Regions from separate parts of the Macaca mulatta genome. Here region 1 is linked to region 2. A link is a contact called in public Hi-C data. All regions are on one chromosome and are shown on one strand. The core of a region is the stretch at or near the end of the contact, and the rest is flanking DNA. Distances in the headings are between cores, read along the strand shown.

Region 1 (7,714 bases), core at 2,814-5,313, 130 kb after region 2:
ACCCCAGACAATTAACAAGCCTCTTCCCCTTGTCTCTTCTCACTCCAATCTATCTGACAATACTATTAGATTAATCTTCCACACACACAGCTCTGATAGTATAGTTTTGCTATTCAACTCACATACACGAATCTGGCCTTCAAAGCTCTCCTTGCTTCAGGCAATCTGGCTAGCTCCTTCTTTCCCATGCTGGGAACATGCCTTGTGGATTCTGATTGTGTGCTTTTGCTCCCACTTTTGCCTTTCTCTGGAATGTCCTTCCCTCTTTATGGAAAGACTCATACCTTTTATACAAGACAGCTCAAACGACAATAAAAACATGTAGGTTGGTCGTCATAGGAATATATAAGTTGATGAGAATCTGGAAAAAAGAAACAAACAAGAAGTGCGAAATCCAGGAATCATTTAAAAATAAAAATTTATTTGGTCACTATCTATTATGGAGGTTCTACGAAACATGCTATACTGTTAGGGAGGTTCTATGAAACACGCTATACTGTTAGGGAGGTTCTATGTAACATACTACACTGTTATGGAGGTTCTATGAAACATACTACACTGAAGTAGCACTTAGCCCATTGTCATTACTAAAAGATTTGCTGGGGGAGCCAACATGAGATTTATCTCAAACCTATGGCTTTCAATTATACATGCCACAGCTGTTCTTCATTAACTGAAATAATTAAGAACTGTCTGCATTTTAACCATTTACTGTAACTATTTCCCTCTTAATGCCCTGAGCCAAACTGGGTTGAGTGGGTGAGGAAAGGTGGGTGGTAGAGACATGGAGTCCCCTAATCTGGTCTGTTTTCACCATTGATGAGCCTCATTCATCTTTGGGATGCGGATCACGAGGATTAAAGATCCACCATGTGCCCAGGATTTCCCAGCAATCAGAAGCAAAGAAACTGGAATTTGTATCTTTTATACATATTTTGTCCTTCAGCCCTTCCCCAGTGCTTAAATTATTTTGGGTTATGGCGAGCCTGAATCTTTAGCCCAGGAGAGGTGAAAGTGAATGAGGGAGAGGAAGGTGGTGAGAGAAAAATGGCAAAGGTAAAAGTGGGCTGGGTGCGGTGACTCACACCTGTAATCCCAGCACTTTGGGAGGCTGAGGCAGGAGGATCAAGCGCTTGAGCCTAGGAGTTTGAGACCAGCTTAGGCAATATGGTGAGACCTCATCTCAACAAAATTTTTAAAAATTAACTGGGCGTAGAGCTGCATGCCTGTAGTTCTAGCTACTTGGGAGGCCGAGAGGGGAAAATCACTTAAGCCTGAGAGGTCAAGGCTACAATGAACTGTGATGGTGCCACTGGACTCCGGCCTGAGCAATAGAGGGAGACCCTGTCTCAAAAAAATATATATATATTTTATTTTTTAAAAACGTAAAAGTGTATCAAACCAGTCTGTCTTCACTCTGAAACTGAGATTATCAACCAGTGCTCTGGAGGCCTTCCATGGAAACCATTGTTAAAGATGGAGATTGTTGGGCCTCATCTCAAACCTGCTGAATCATGGTCTCTAGTGGACAGCCTGGGACTGTGCATCTTTCATGGATACACCCAGCAATTCTGATACACTCAAAAGCAACTTTGTCCAACCTGTGACCCACAGGCCGCATATGGCCAAGGATGGCTTTGAATGCGGCCCAACACAAATTTGTAAACTTTCTTAAAACATATTATGAGATTTTTTTGCGATATTTCTTTAAGCTCATCAGCTATCATTAGTGTTAGTGTATTTTATGTGTGGTCCAAGACAATTCTTCTTCTTCCAATGTGGCCCAGGGAAGCCAAAAGATTGGACACTGGGGCTCTAAACATTGAGGATAACTGTTCTAGTGTTGGCCAACTACTCTAGTGTTGGCCTGCAGACTCAATACAGTCTTTGAGCTAAAAACAGTTTTTACATTTTTAAAGGGTTGTAAAAAAAGACAAAAAGAAAGACAGACAAGAAAAGACACAGAAGAATATGCAACATAGCCTACAAAGCATTTACTATCTGGTCTCTTACAGAAGAGTTTCCTGACCCCTTTCTAGTGCACTGCAAATGAAAGGCTGTACCCAAATTTAGCTCCAGTGCAGCCCTGCCACAGCTAAAATAACTGATGTAGTTAGCAGATCTTAAAAAAAAAAAAAAGTTAGGAAATGTGTAAAGTTGTCATCTAAAAATACTTTTGTAATAATTATAAGTGGAGAGAGAAAATGTATAAATACAAACATTCTGTAATGAGTTTAAAAATGTAGTTTCATCCATACAAGAATTTTGATAACTCCATTTGATTCTGTTTTTCCATAAGCTTATCAGATAGCAATATATCCAACATTAGCCTAATAAAATTACTGCATATGTATTCTTTATTGGACTATGCATATTCCCAAACATATTATTGTCATACAACTGAGGGAAAAATGTAAAACTATATCCCAAAATATCTGGGAAATGAAAAATTATAAATTCTCAAAACGATACACAGGAAAATGATTTACAAAGAAAAAAAAGGAAAACTGAACTTAGTATCTTTCTACTTTAAAGGGGTTCAAGAATTTAGGAGTAGTTCCACCTCCTAAAATCTTGGAAAAGAGGCTATGAACTCACTTCGCAAAGGGTTCAGATACTCACATTGTGTCCAAGAGACTCAGCAATTGGGAACCTTGCCGGTTAGATTCATAAAGCAATCCCAAAGCCAGAATGCATTCCTTTAGGGGTGGTTTCTAGATGTTTACTCTAGATATTTTTAAAAGATTTTGTTTATTTTTGATGCGAAGAAAGAAAATTATTATAGAATCTAGAAATAAATATTGGCTTTAAAAGTATTAATTTGACTTGTCCTTTGTAATTGTGATCCGAAATACCTCACAGTAATTTTGTTTCAGTGTTATTTTCTTCTCAGGAGGAAAGGAATGTTAAAACCCTTACTAGCAACTAACACTTGATAAAGATTTAAACTATATAATAATTTTAAAGAAAGTCTAAAACACCAGATAGTCTTGAAACCTCGCATGCTTCACCGTTTAATAAAATCATGACTCATTTTAGTAAGAACATGCTTTTTTAGTAAGAAAAAATGCTTTCTGAGCTAAGTTTGAACTGCTGGGGCACATGGGACACCCACAAACCCAGTCAGCAGAAGTCTCAAACTCCTAAAAGATTAAAGGAAAAATACATTAGTGTGTACAGAGAATGAAAAAAAAAAAATCCCCAATGGTTCTAATCTATAAACGGAAGTAAAACTAAAACTCCCCTAAAATCCCCCCAATCATCAATCCTTATAAATTCAGCACTTATCTTCTTCCTTTACTTCTGGAGACCCTCATTAAACAACACGAAAGCCTTTGCTGATTTTATCTCGTAAAATAGAGCGCTCAAATGACACTAAGCAGGGATACCGACCCCCAAAATCACAAACTGTTTTACTTCTAAAACCACGCATGCAAACGTAGGGTTTCCTGAGTTCTGCTAGGGGCGGGCTCTCTGGACCCCCGAGTTTTTTTTTTTTTTTTTTTTTTTTTTTGCAGGTGTGCAATCCAGGGCGTGTGCGCTGTGCAGGGAGGGGAGCTGAGGTGTGCTGTGGGCATCGCCTGGGCCGGGCGGGGCGGGGTGGGTGGGGCCCGGGTGTGGGCTGGGGAGAGAGTGAAGGACATGTGACAATACGACGGTGGCGGCTGTAGGATCCGGGAGGGGAGTGAAAGCTCCGCCGGGGCGCTCCATTAGAGAGCGGTGATAGCTGCCGCCCACTTGTATTGAAGCGTTCTTTGTCACTAACAAGTTAAATTATAGATGTTATTTATTTAAGAAGGAAAAAAAACTCTAGCCAAACATCCTACGAACACACATGCTCCCATCCCCTACTCCTCCAACTCCTAATTTCCCCGTCTCCAGAGGGCACAGTTGTAAACCTTGACGAAAATCCAATCTTCTGTGCAGGAATTTCCCCCCACCGCTTGCCGCCCCCGCGACCGTGAGTGGGAGCTGGAGGAGCTCGGGTCCCGCTGCCCTGGAGCACGCGCAGCCGGGCGACCGCGGTGCGGCGGCCGGGGAGGAGGGGAGGCGGCGGGACTTGGCGCGGGTCGGCCCCGCCGCGGCCGGGAGCGGGGTTTGCGCAGGAAAAGGCGCCGCCGCGGCCCCCGGCCGCCCCTCCCCGGCCCCGGGCTCCCCGCCCGCGCGCCTCCCGGGCCTCGCGGCGCGCTAGGCGCACCCCGGCGGCGCGAGCGCCGAATGGGAGCTGCCGCCCTGCCGGCCCGGCAGCCCAGCGGGCGGCAGCCAGGGCGACCGCGGAGGCGGCGGGCAGGGCGCGTGCGCACTGCAGGGGCGCCAGATTTGGCGGGAGGGGGAGTGTCCAAAGCTCTTTGTTTGATGGCATCTCTGTTTACAGAGTTTACACTTTAATATCAACCTGTTTCCTCCTCCTCCTTCTCCTCCTCCTCCGTGACCTCCTCCTCCTCTTTCTCCTGAGAAACTTCGCCCCGGCGGTGCGGAGCGCCGCTGCGCAGCCGGGGAGGGACGCAGGCAGGCGGCGGGCAGCGGGAGGCGGCAGCCCGGTGCGGTCCCCGCGGCTCTTGGCGGAGCCCCGCGCCCGCCGCGCCATGGCCCGAAGACCCCGGCACAGGTAACGGGGAGCCCGGCGGGCGGTCGAGGGCGGGGGCACGCGGGGGCGCGCGGGGCGCCAGGCTACTGGGAACAGGTGGGAATTCGTTCCGGGATCGTCTGAGGGGCTGTCAGACCCTGCGAGGACCTGGAGCCCCTGTCTCGGCAGCAGAAGCAGCTCCAGAGACTGATGAATGGAAGAGTCTTTGCGGGAAATGTATCCGGAGGTTGGGAAGCACGCCCTGCGGCTCATTTTGCAAGTTGCATGGGGATACATTTTTATTTAGGGGGAAAAAGAAAGCAGCACGTTCCAGCCAGGGACAGAGCGGTGCCCTCCAGCCCCGGGGACCCTACCAGGTGCCTGGCTTGATGCCACGGGTGTCGGCGACGGATCCGCAGCGTAATTGCTGGATGCATTGAGATATGTTTGGACTTGGAAGTGCAGAGCATATGGCAGATACAGGGAAAATGCTGGATTGTTTAGTAGCTGCAGGTAGTTCATTTAAATTTCATTCATTCTTTATGGAGGCGAGGACCAGTGTCAGCTGACAGGCGGCTGAAAAGCAGATTTTAGGGGGATAAAGGGGTCTCTACTTTTGCAAATTGTCTTGAGACCTGGTTTTGGAGGTTCGAACCATTATTCTGTGAAAGGCTTTTATTTCCACTGCAAACATTGCATGCGCACCTACACATGCCGGCGTCGCACATGTCACTGCACTTAGGCAGGCTCGCTGGGAACATGGATGCAATCCCCTCACATTTTTGGCCGGACAGATGGGAAGAGGGAGAGGAGGAGGAGGAGGGAAATCCTCGTCCGAACTGTCAGTTGCTGGCTCCCCAGCCTCCACCGGCCTCTGGACTTCCCCAGCAGCACACGCTGGGGGCTCCCTGCCAGCGGCGGGTGCTGGGGCTAGCTCGGCGGCTGTTGCAGTCGCCACTCGGCTCAAGGGGACCGAGGCCGGCAGCACCTAAGGACGCTGCCGCGCAACCGGGACGCGATCCCCGCGAGCTCTGCCCCCAGTCGAGAGGTCCCTGCGCGGCGCGCACACGTGGGTGCGACTGAGGTCGCCGCGCCTCCTCGCGCCCTCCTTCAGCCGCCTTAGGTCGCCCCGGCCGAGGCGCGGTGACCGGACGGACCCTCGCGAAGGAGTTCTAGGGAGAAGTCCGTGGAGGCAAAGCAAATCCTTTCGCCTTTCCTTAGGTTATTTTATTTTCTCCTACTGGTTTGTTGTTGAGCCTGCGGGCGCTGGTCCCCGCGCGGCGCTGAGAAGTTGCAAAGAGCGTGGGTGGAGACCCTGCAGCAGCAGGCGGGGAGCAGCGCTGGGGCTTGACTGGGCTCTGAGGACTAGAGGGCGACTTGGGGGAGCCCCGGGCTCCCTATGCCTCCCCCGGCGCCTGGTGGCGCGGGGCAGGTGCTGCCCTCGAGGGCTCCACTTTTCGCCTTTAGGACTTAACAGTACAGCTACTGGGGTCGTCTGTATTTTTTTTTTTTTTTTCCGAGACCTGAAACTGGCAGCGGGAGGAGTGAGTCGGGCAGAGGTGCTGGGAGGAGGCGCGGCAGAGGCTCCGCGCCCCGAGGTCTCGGCCGCCCCCGCGGGGCGGGGCCGCGCAGGTTCCCTGAGGCTCCAGGTAGCCCAGAGGGGAGGCGGCCGGGAGGGGCGGGAGCCTTGAACCTGCCTCAGGGGGAAGAGAAACCCGACTGCGGGCTCGGAGCCGTTTCTTGCAAGGGCGAGCGTCAACTCGGCAGGGATTATATTAACCAGGTCAGCGAAATGAGTTTGAACCCCTCCGAATCACAGTAGCGGCCACAAGGCACTTCCTCCCGCTCCCCTCCCTCTTCCCAACCCCCAGCACCTCTTTTCTTTTTCGTTTCTTTGCACGGTTTGTTTCCTTGACAGAATGTAATATTCATAGTTGTACTCTTGTAACCACACCGGGTCTAGCAGGTGGGGAGTAGAGTGCATCAACCCTGAAATCAGCCTTTGAAAGTCCTCTGACTGTTGGGTCTGAGATCTCGTCAGAGCAGATAAAGCAAAAGTTATTTCAGGTTCCTTAGAAGAAATTAATCATGCTACTAGGACGACTTAGAGCAAGCAAATCGCATGCAAAGTTCAAAGGCGAGCCTGGGTGCCCAGCCTGGCAGGGAGACTCAGGAACTGGGCGCGTGAGCAGCCCCGGACTCGCCCTGCTGCGTCCTGGCCCCTTCAGGTCCCGCAGAAGTCATTCTCCACCTTGCCCCCAAGACCTTGGTTTTGCACATCTTTGCTCCTGTGCTTAGCTTTTAAGAGGCACGGAAAGACATGGGGGGGTCATGTATTAGCGCTGGAAAGTACCTTAGAAATAGGATCCAAGCAAGCCCTTATGTAAAGGCGGGGAACTGAAGTCTTGAGAGAGAGGAAGTGATTTGTCCAAGTCATACAGCAAGGTGGAGGCTAGACTAGAACCTTTGCCTCCAGAACCCTAGTCCTGTTGATTCCCGTGCTCTCACCTGACGTTGGCTGCCCCCTGCGGGCGGCTGAATAGGTTGCTTGTTCCTGGGTTGTTAAAACTGCTGCCGAGAGAGAGAGGTGCTCAATGACTGCTCTGAAAAATGTCCTCAGTTCTGAAAATGTGACCTCTAGATCCAGCCAAACCTGAAAAGTTAATTCGACTTGAATCTATGACTGCAGTTTCAGATTCCTCTGGTTTTCTTGGTGTCTCTCACATTTCACAAGGGACTGCATTTGGGGGCTTTCCAAGGAGTTCCCTGTGAATCTTTCAAAAGATGCAGGCTTACACCTCTGGGCTTTATAGCTTTTTTTTTTTTTTTTTTTTTTTTTTTTTTTTTTTTTTTTTGCTTTATCATGTTGTGTTTTATATTTTTGTAATTCTTGTTCAGAAGTTGTTTAGTGCCTCCTGTTGACAGTGGAAACAGAACTAGGCTATTGTTTCAAAACTAAATGAAGGGAATTATTACAGATTATAAATATATATTTCCTGGAGTTTTATTTGGTGGTGGTGATGGTATTTTAAATTTGGATTACATCATGTCACCATACAACCTGGGCTATCAAATTGTTGCTTAAAATAATAGCTTTAAATTATGAGAACCCCCAATTCAGGATTTTTGGTAAGCACTTTAGCTTGA
Region 2 (7,547 bases), core at 1,243-3,742:
TTCCAGTACTTTGGGAAGCCAAGGAGGCAGGATCTCACTTGCGCCCAGGAATTTGAGTCCAGCCTGGGCAATACAGCCAGATGCTGTCTCTACTAAAATAAAAAAAATCAACCAGCCATGGGGCACATGCCTATAGACCTAGCTACTCTGGAGGCTGAGGCAGGAGGACTGCTTGAGCCCAGGAGTTGGAGGTTACAGAGAGCTATGATCATGCCACTGCACTCACACTGCAGCTTGGCCAACAAAGTGTGATCCCGTCTCTTAAAAAAAAAAAACATAATGAGACTCTTTTTTTACTAAGTCAGCTTGTCAATGCTGAAATTGACCCTAAAGTGCCACCACATAAAAAGATGAAAAGAATTCTTTCCTGCAATCTTGGTAGTTTGTTTCCTCAATCAACAAAATTATGGACTATTTACTACATGTAAAGAACACTATGTCAGCCACTTAAAGTATGGATTTTGCCTTCCTGGGACTTTTAAATCAGTGACTGAGGCAGTCATGTAAAGTATTATATAAATTACAGAGAAAAACAAAGTGGGAGTTAAGTAGAGAAACCAATAGGTTTTAGAACACACACTCTCTCTAATGAGGTTGTATTACTTAAGAGAATTTTTAAATTATTATTCTGAGAATTCAAGAGAAAGCCTAACTGGGAAGAAGAGAAATAAACTGGACCTTGATAATGAGTACAACTTTTATAAACAAGAAAAGGGGATGAACCTCCTTAATGTTACAGGAACAGCTTGGTTATGATGTCACCAATTGTTCCAAAGAAACATGACAACCTGACCTCAAGTAGCCAAGGTGCTCCCTGAGGCCAACCACCTCTTCTCCATGAAGCATTCCTTCACATAGAAATCCTGCTTACTCCCCCCAATCCATTCTGAATTAAGTGTTCTCATCTGTGTATCCCTCCCATAGCGTTTTCTCAGTACCTTTTGTAGCATTTTTCATACTCTAATAATCTGTAACTGGTATAATCTTCTCCTTTTAGACTACCCTCAAATACCTTACCGTCAGTCCTCAAAGCTTAGAACAGTACTCTAAGCACTAACTTAATGGTGGTTGAGGAAATGATAAACAACTATTAAAGAAACGAATAATAATTAGGCCTATTCATGTACTTTATATTTGCAAAAATATCTCTCAGTCTAAAGTCATTTCTTAGGTGACAATGGTCCACATGCAACACCATCCATTGCAATACTTATTTAAAAGGGCCTCTATTCTAAAGTAACCACCAGAAAATTCACATGTTCTAGACGGACTGAAGTCACAGGTTCCAAATGGAGAACAGGGTGTTAGCTGCCCTCATTCTAGTTAGAGCACACTGATGTTCCATAATAATCTACTGGGGTGCCAACGACAATCACCAACATATTAAGCATTACATGTTCTGCACTTTGCAAAGCATAGGTCTTTATTCTTCTTCTGCATTAGTTCATACTTGTTTATATTTTTAGTTTATGTGATGCTTGGTGATGCCTATAGTTATCTACTGCATGAAGAGGGATGTGCTCCTCCTAAAAATAATTCTAACTCCTGTTAACTCCTACAGAACATTCATATAGACATTTTTCTTTTATTTCATTTTTTAATATCAAAAAGTCCTTTCCCATACACTCTTTCTTCTAGTACCGCCGTTTATTTACATTTCAAAATACATTTACATCAAGCATTACCAGCCAAGAACTGAGTATAAACTTCACGATCATCTGATCGACTCATTATTTGGGCCTTTTAAATATGTGTCTTTTCTACTATCTCCTAAGTTTCCACTTTGAAATTTGTTGAAAAATAAATTAGCGCAAACTGGTTCTGCACTAAGTATGTATGGACACACAGAAAAGATTTACCGTGTAAATCTAGCACAGGTACAGGTCTGTTGAATGTAAGCATTGTCAATCTGTGTTTTACAAATAAGCAACGTTTCAAGGACATTTCTCAAAGGGGGTCTGAAAGAGAGGAGCTAGAAGCAGGCACGTGAGTGCCCGACATGGGAGGAAACAATGGAAGAGGTGATAATGCTTACGTGACTAAATATCACCGGATCCCAACCTCACCAATGTCCTACCCATATGACGCTATTCAGCACCTCTCCCTCCCCAAACAAAATCAACACCAGAGGGCAGAAATCATGACTTTAAAACGACGGCATTTGGCGGCACTAGAAGGCCTGTAATATTCCCCAACTGGGCTCTCCCAATTCCGACAGGGCACCACTGACGAGAAACTCACAGATTGAAGTAGATGCCAACGGGCTAGGATCCCAGCTGTAACCGCAAAAGAACGTCCCGGCATGACCCTGCCTCCTACCTTCATCGTAGTTATAGCCTCGAACATTCCGATGCCGGGCCATGACGGCGGAGAGGGCGTTTGCCACAGCCCCTTAACTCCTTCCAAAACACTCCGCTTAGATACTGATAAGGTGCCAACTGCGCCCTGGAGAACCCCCATGCGCCATCTTGGTTTCCCGCAAGCCTCTGCGCCGAGCGCCTGCGCAAGCGCGACGTCTTATCTGTGCACCGCGCGACGGCAAAGCCTGGGCGGGGGGTCACTGGTCCCCTCCCTGAGGGCGCATGCGCACTGCTGCGCACGGCGGGAAGAGGGGAGGGAGCCTTTGGGCGTGGCCCCACCCAAAGGTTGGGCGACGGAGGGGGATGGGGAAATCGCGCCTCCTAGAACTGACTGGTTTGGACTAAATGTTGCAAGCGGGGAAACTTGACCTACTTACGCCAGCGTTCTGGATTATTTTACAAATGTGGTTTCTGATAACCTGAGAAAGCTATGTGCTCAGTAAGAGCAGGGACCTTGTCTTATCAAACTTTGATCTTTAATTAGGCACACAGTAGGCATTCAACAAACTTGTGTAAACTTGGTAGCAGATTTAGCCCAGGCCGGTGCGGTGGCTCCTGCTTGTCATCTCAGCACTTTGGGACGCCCAGGAGGGCGGATCGCTTAAACCCAGGTGTTTGAGACCAGCCTGAGCAACATAGCGAGACTCCGTCTCTACAAAAAATACAAACACTAGCCGGCCCCGTGATGCAGACCTATAGTCCCAGCTACTGAAGAGGCTGGGGTGGGGGGATCCTCTGAGCCCGGGCAGTCGAGGCTGCAGTGAGCTGAGATCGGGCCTCTCCATTCCAGCCTGGGCGACAAAGTGAGAACTTATCTAAAAAAAAAAAAAAAAAAAAAAAAAAAAAGAGTCCAAGCTTTAGAGGAGGAAATAAGGCTATTTTTAAACGGGTATATATTATTAAATTGAGACTCTGGCTATAATAGGTCACCCTGCTTTCATATAATTTACAACTTCATGTATTCACTCCGTTCGGCATTAGTATCTCCAGTAAACAACGATTTGCCCTTAGCTATGTAAACGATTTTAGCTATATAAACGATATTTATTAGCATCATAAAGAAGGATTCACTGAACATTCATTGAACACATAATTGTGTGTAACATTGTATTAAATATAGGTTTTTAGACATAGCACTGGCCTTAGGTAGTAATGATGAATGTTGTTGATGCATGAATCTATAACCCACTATTAAATGTCCTCATTTCTTAGAACATAAAGTTAATAATGTTATATAAGAAACCAACCTCATTATACTGAACAAACCACTTCAGTTTTAGCTTGTGTTTTTGAAATGATGATACTTCACATCAAAGGCAAATGTCAAATTCTAGAGATAATTAAAAGCTTACTCAGCTTTTTGCTATGCACAATAGAAAGAAATAAGAGTAATCCAAATTTAGTTTATATTTGTAAGTGGCTTGGAACGTAATTTATTCATGCATTTGAATGTATTCGACTACAAAAATTGTTGTTTAATGTAGCTCCAAGATAAAAAAAAAATAGAGATAGTTGCTAATGTTATATGGCTTAAGTGTTTTTATTATTTTATACCCTTAGGTAATTTTTATTTTGCCACCTGTTTCTTTGTAAAATGGAGATAGTAATACTAACTCGCGAGCTGTGAATAATTTATCCACATAAGAGGTTTTATCACAGATCATAGTAGGTGCTTAAAAATATTGTGTTATTGGTCGACTGCGGTGGCTCACTCCTGTGATCCCAGCACTTTGGGAGGCTGAAGCAGGCAGATCATGAGGTCAAGAGATCAAGACCATCCTGGCCAACATGGTGAAACCCCCTCTCCACTAAAAATACAAACATTAGCTGGGCGTGGTGGTGCATGCCTATAGTCCCAGCTACTCGGGAGGCTGAGGCAGGAGAATTGATTGAACCCAGGAGGCAGAGTTTGCAGTGAGCTGAGATCATACCACTGCACTGAAGCCTGGCGACAGAGTGAGACTCTGTCCTCCCCGCCCCCCCCAAAAAATCGTGTTATTAAAATACAAATGGCAGCTTGCACTCCACTGTAATTGTCAATTGCAAGCTTAACTACAACTCACTGAGGTATGAAGTGAATGAGTTATAAATAGACCACATAAGCAAAGTGCTACAGAAGCAATGAATAAGAAAACATTACTTCTGCCAGATAATATATAATTTGCCCTTAGGTCGTCAATAATGCACTCCTTTAAAACTCTAAATATTGCACAGCCTCTACTGCATCTCAAACAATAGAGCCTCAATAGCAAAGCCTTCACTGATTTCTTCAGAAAAAGTTAGGACTGTTACACTCCCCTCAGGACTCTGCAGGTGTGGTCCGAGCACCGTGGCTCACACCTGTAATCCCAGCACTTTGGGACATCGAGGCAGGTGGATCACCTGAGGTCAAGAGTTCGAGACCAGCCTGGCTACCATGGTGAAACCCCAGTCTTCTACTAAAAATAAAAAAACATTCGCCGTGCATGGTGGTGGGCGACTGTAATCCCAGCTACTTGGGAGGCTGAGGAAGGAGAATCGCTTGAACCGAGGAGGCAGAAGTTGCAGTGAGCCGAGATCGCGCCATTGCTCTCCAGCCTGGGCAACAAGAGCAAAACTCCGTCTCAAAAAAAGAAAGAAAAAAAAAAAAAAAGACTCTGGTATTGTGTTTTGATGGAAAGTACTATGACTCTGGAATATCATGAACCTGGATTTCAGTCCCAGTTTTGTTGCTGTTAATCCCTTTGGATTTAATTTCTTCATCTGTAAAATGGATATATATGAAAATGTATGTCATCTGTTTTGTGAAAAGTAAATGATGTATGAAAAAACAGTAGGTGTTGCAGAGTGGGTACTCAATAGATGCCAGTTCTCTACCCCCACTAATTACAAAGCTTTATCTTTGTTTCTCCAGCACCCTAATGTCTGGCACTTTAAATGTTTGCTGAATGAATTAATGAGTAAAAGAAGAGAAATAAAATGACATTTATCTTGCTATGGAATGGTTAAATGTCATAAATAACAATACAAATCATTTTGTATTGATTTGTGAAAAAAATTATGAATGAAAGAAGCATAACTACATTACTGAAAAAAAATTTAACAGCCTTATTGAGGTATCGTTGACAATAAACTGCATATAATGTGTAATTTTGATACATTTTGACATATGTATACACCAGTGAAGCTATCAACCCCATCAAGATAATGAACATATCCAGACTTTAAAAAGTTTCCTAAAGTACCTTTATATCCAGAATAAAAATTCCAGAATATCCAAGGATCCTTCCTGCCCATCAAGGCTTCCTCACCATGGCCCCTCACAATAACTGCTCGTCTTTCTGTCACTATGAGTTGTTTGCATTCTTTAAAATTTTATACAGGTGAAGTCATATGGTATGTGTTGTTTTTTATCTGTCTTAATTCACTCAGCATAATTATTTTGAGATTCACCCTTGTAGTTGCTTGAATCAACAGTTCATTCCTTTTCATTAGAGGAGGATTCCACTGTGTGGGTATACCACAATTTGTTTTTCCAGTCACCCATTGAGAGCTATTTGGGTTGTTTTCCATTTTGATGGCTACAAATAAGGCTTCTGTGAATATCTGTGTACAAATCTTCATATAAACATAAACTTTAATTTTTCCTGGGTAAATACCTAGGAGCAGAATGATATGATTGGTTATCTTTAGCTTTTTAAAGAAACTGTGAAACTGTTTTCCAAAACAGTTGTAACATTTTATGTTTCCACCAGCAATGTAGTTCCATTTTCTCTATCTTCTCCACATCATTACCAACACTTCATACGGTCTAAAGATGTTAAGCTTATGGCCTGGCGCGGTGGCTCATGCATGTAATCCCAGCACTTTGGGAGGCTGAGATGGGTGGAGCACAAGGTCAGGGGTTTGAGACCAGCCTAGCCAACATGGTGAGACCCCATCTCTATTAAAAATACAAAAAATTAGCTGGGTGTGGTGGCACACACCTGTAATCCCAGCTACTCGGGAGGCTGATGGGGGAGAATCGCTTGAACCCGGGAGGTGGAGGTCACAGTGAGCCGAGATCACACCACTGCACTCCAGCCTGGGTGACAGAACGAGACTCTGTCTTGAGGAAAAAAAATAAAAAGATGTTTAGCTTATTTGACAGTTCCATATATCAGCTTTGGTGAAGTCTTTGCATCTTTGGTCAGTTTTTAATAGGGTGTTTGTAGTAGAGAGTTCTTTCTATATTCTGGATACAATTTCTTTATCTGATATAAAATTTGGAAATATTTCTTCCAGTACATGACTCATCTCTTTATACTGTTAACAGTGTCTTTTGAATAGAAGTTTTTCATTTTTAAAAAGTCCAGTTTATCAAATTTTTCTTTAATAGAGTATGCTATTGATTTCATAACTAAGAAATCTCTGCCTGATCTAAAGTTACAAAAATTTTCTCCTTTTTAAAATAAGTTTTACAATTTGGGATTTTCCATGTAGGTTTATGGTTGATTTTCAGTTGATTTTTGTATATGAGGAAAGGTTTGGATCAAAGTTCATTTCTTGGCTGGCCGTGGTGACTCACACCTGTAATCCCAGCTCTTCGGGAGGCTGAAGTGAGCGGATCACTTGAGGTCAGGAGTCGGAGACCAGCTTGGCCAAGATGGCGAAACCCCGTCTCTAATAAAAAACACAAAACTTAGCCAGGCATAGTGGCACGCACCTGTAGTCCCAGCTACTCAGGAGGCTGAGGTGGGAGAATCGCTTGAACCCAAGAGACAGAGAGACAGAGGTTGCAGTGAGCAGGGCAACAGAGCAAGACCCTGTCTCAAAAAAAAAAAGTTTATTTCTTGCTTATTATGGACATTCAGTTGTTCTGCAACCATTTGTTGAAAAGAAGGTCCTTTCTTCCCTGAATTGCATCAACATCTTTATCCAAAATCAGTTGTTGGTGTCAGTGTGTCTCTGGACCATTGATATACTACTGATCTACTACTGATCTATTGATCTACCTTAACACTACTACCATGCTGTCATGATAATGCAGCCTCATAAATCTGAAAATCGAGTAATGTTAATCCTCCAACTTTGTTCTATTTTTTCAAAGTTTTCTTAGTTATATTAGGTCCTTGGTATTTCCATAGGTGTTTTTAAATGAGGTTTTTCAATTACTACACATGTTCCTTCTGAGTTTAACTTGTATTTTTCTTACTCTATAGATCAATT

The links. Hi-C and Micro-C count contacts between places; a contact is called where the count stands out from the background.
Region 1: a Hi-C map of fetal cortex germinal zone shows a contact between it and region 2, with 2.5 times the contacts expected there. The contact joins the promoter of MYB here to the promoter of HBS1L in region 2.

Annotation. Positions count from the first base shown.
Region 1 is chr4:40,271,364-40,279,077 of T2T-MMU8v2.0, forward strand. MYB (MYB proto-oncogene, transcription factor) reads left to right here and starts at 4,064. Exons shown (of 15, transcript XM_028847137.2): 1 at 4,064-4,609. The coding sequence starts at 4,587.
Region 2 is chr4:40,139,456-40,147,002 of T2T-MMU8v2.0, forward strand. It overlaps HBS1L (HBS1 like translational GTPase), which reads right to left and starts at 2,493. Exons shown (of 18, transcript XM_015137402.3): 1 at 2,320-2,493. The coding sequence starts at 2,362.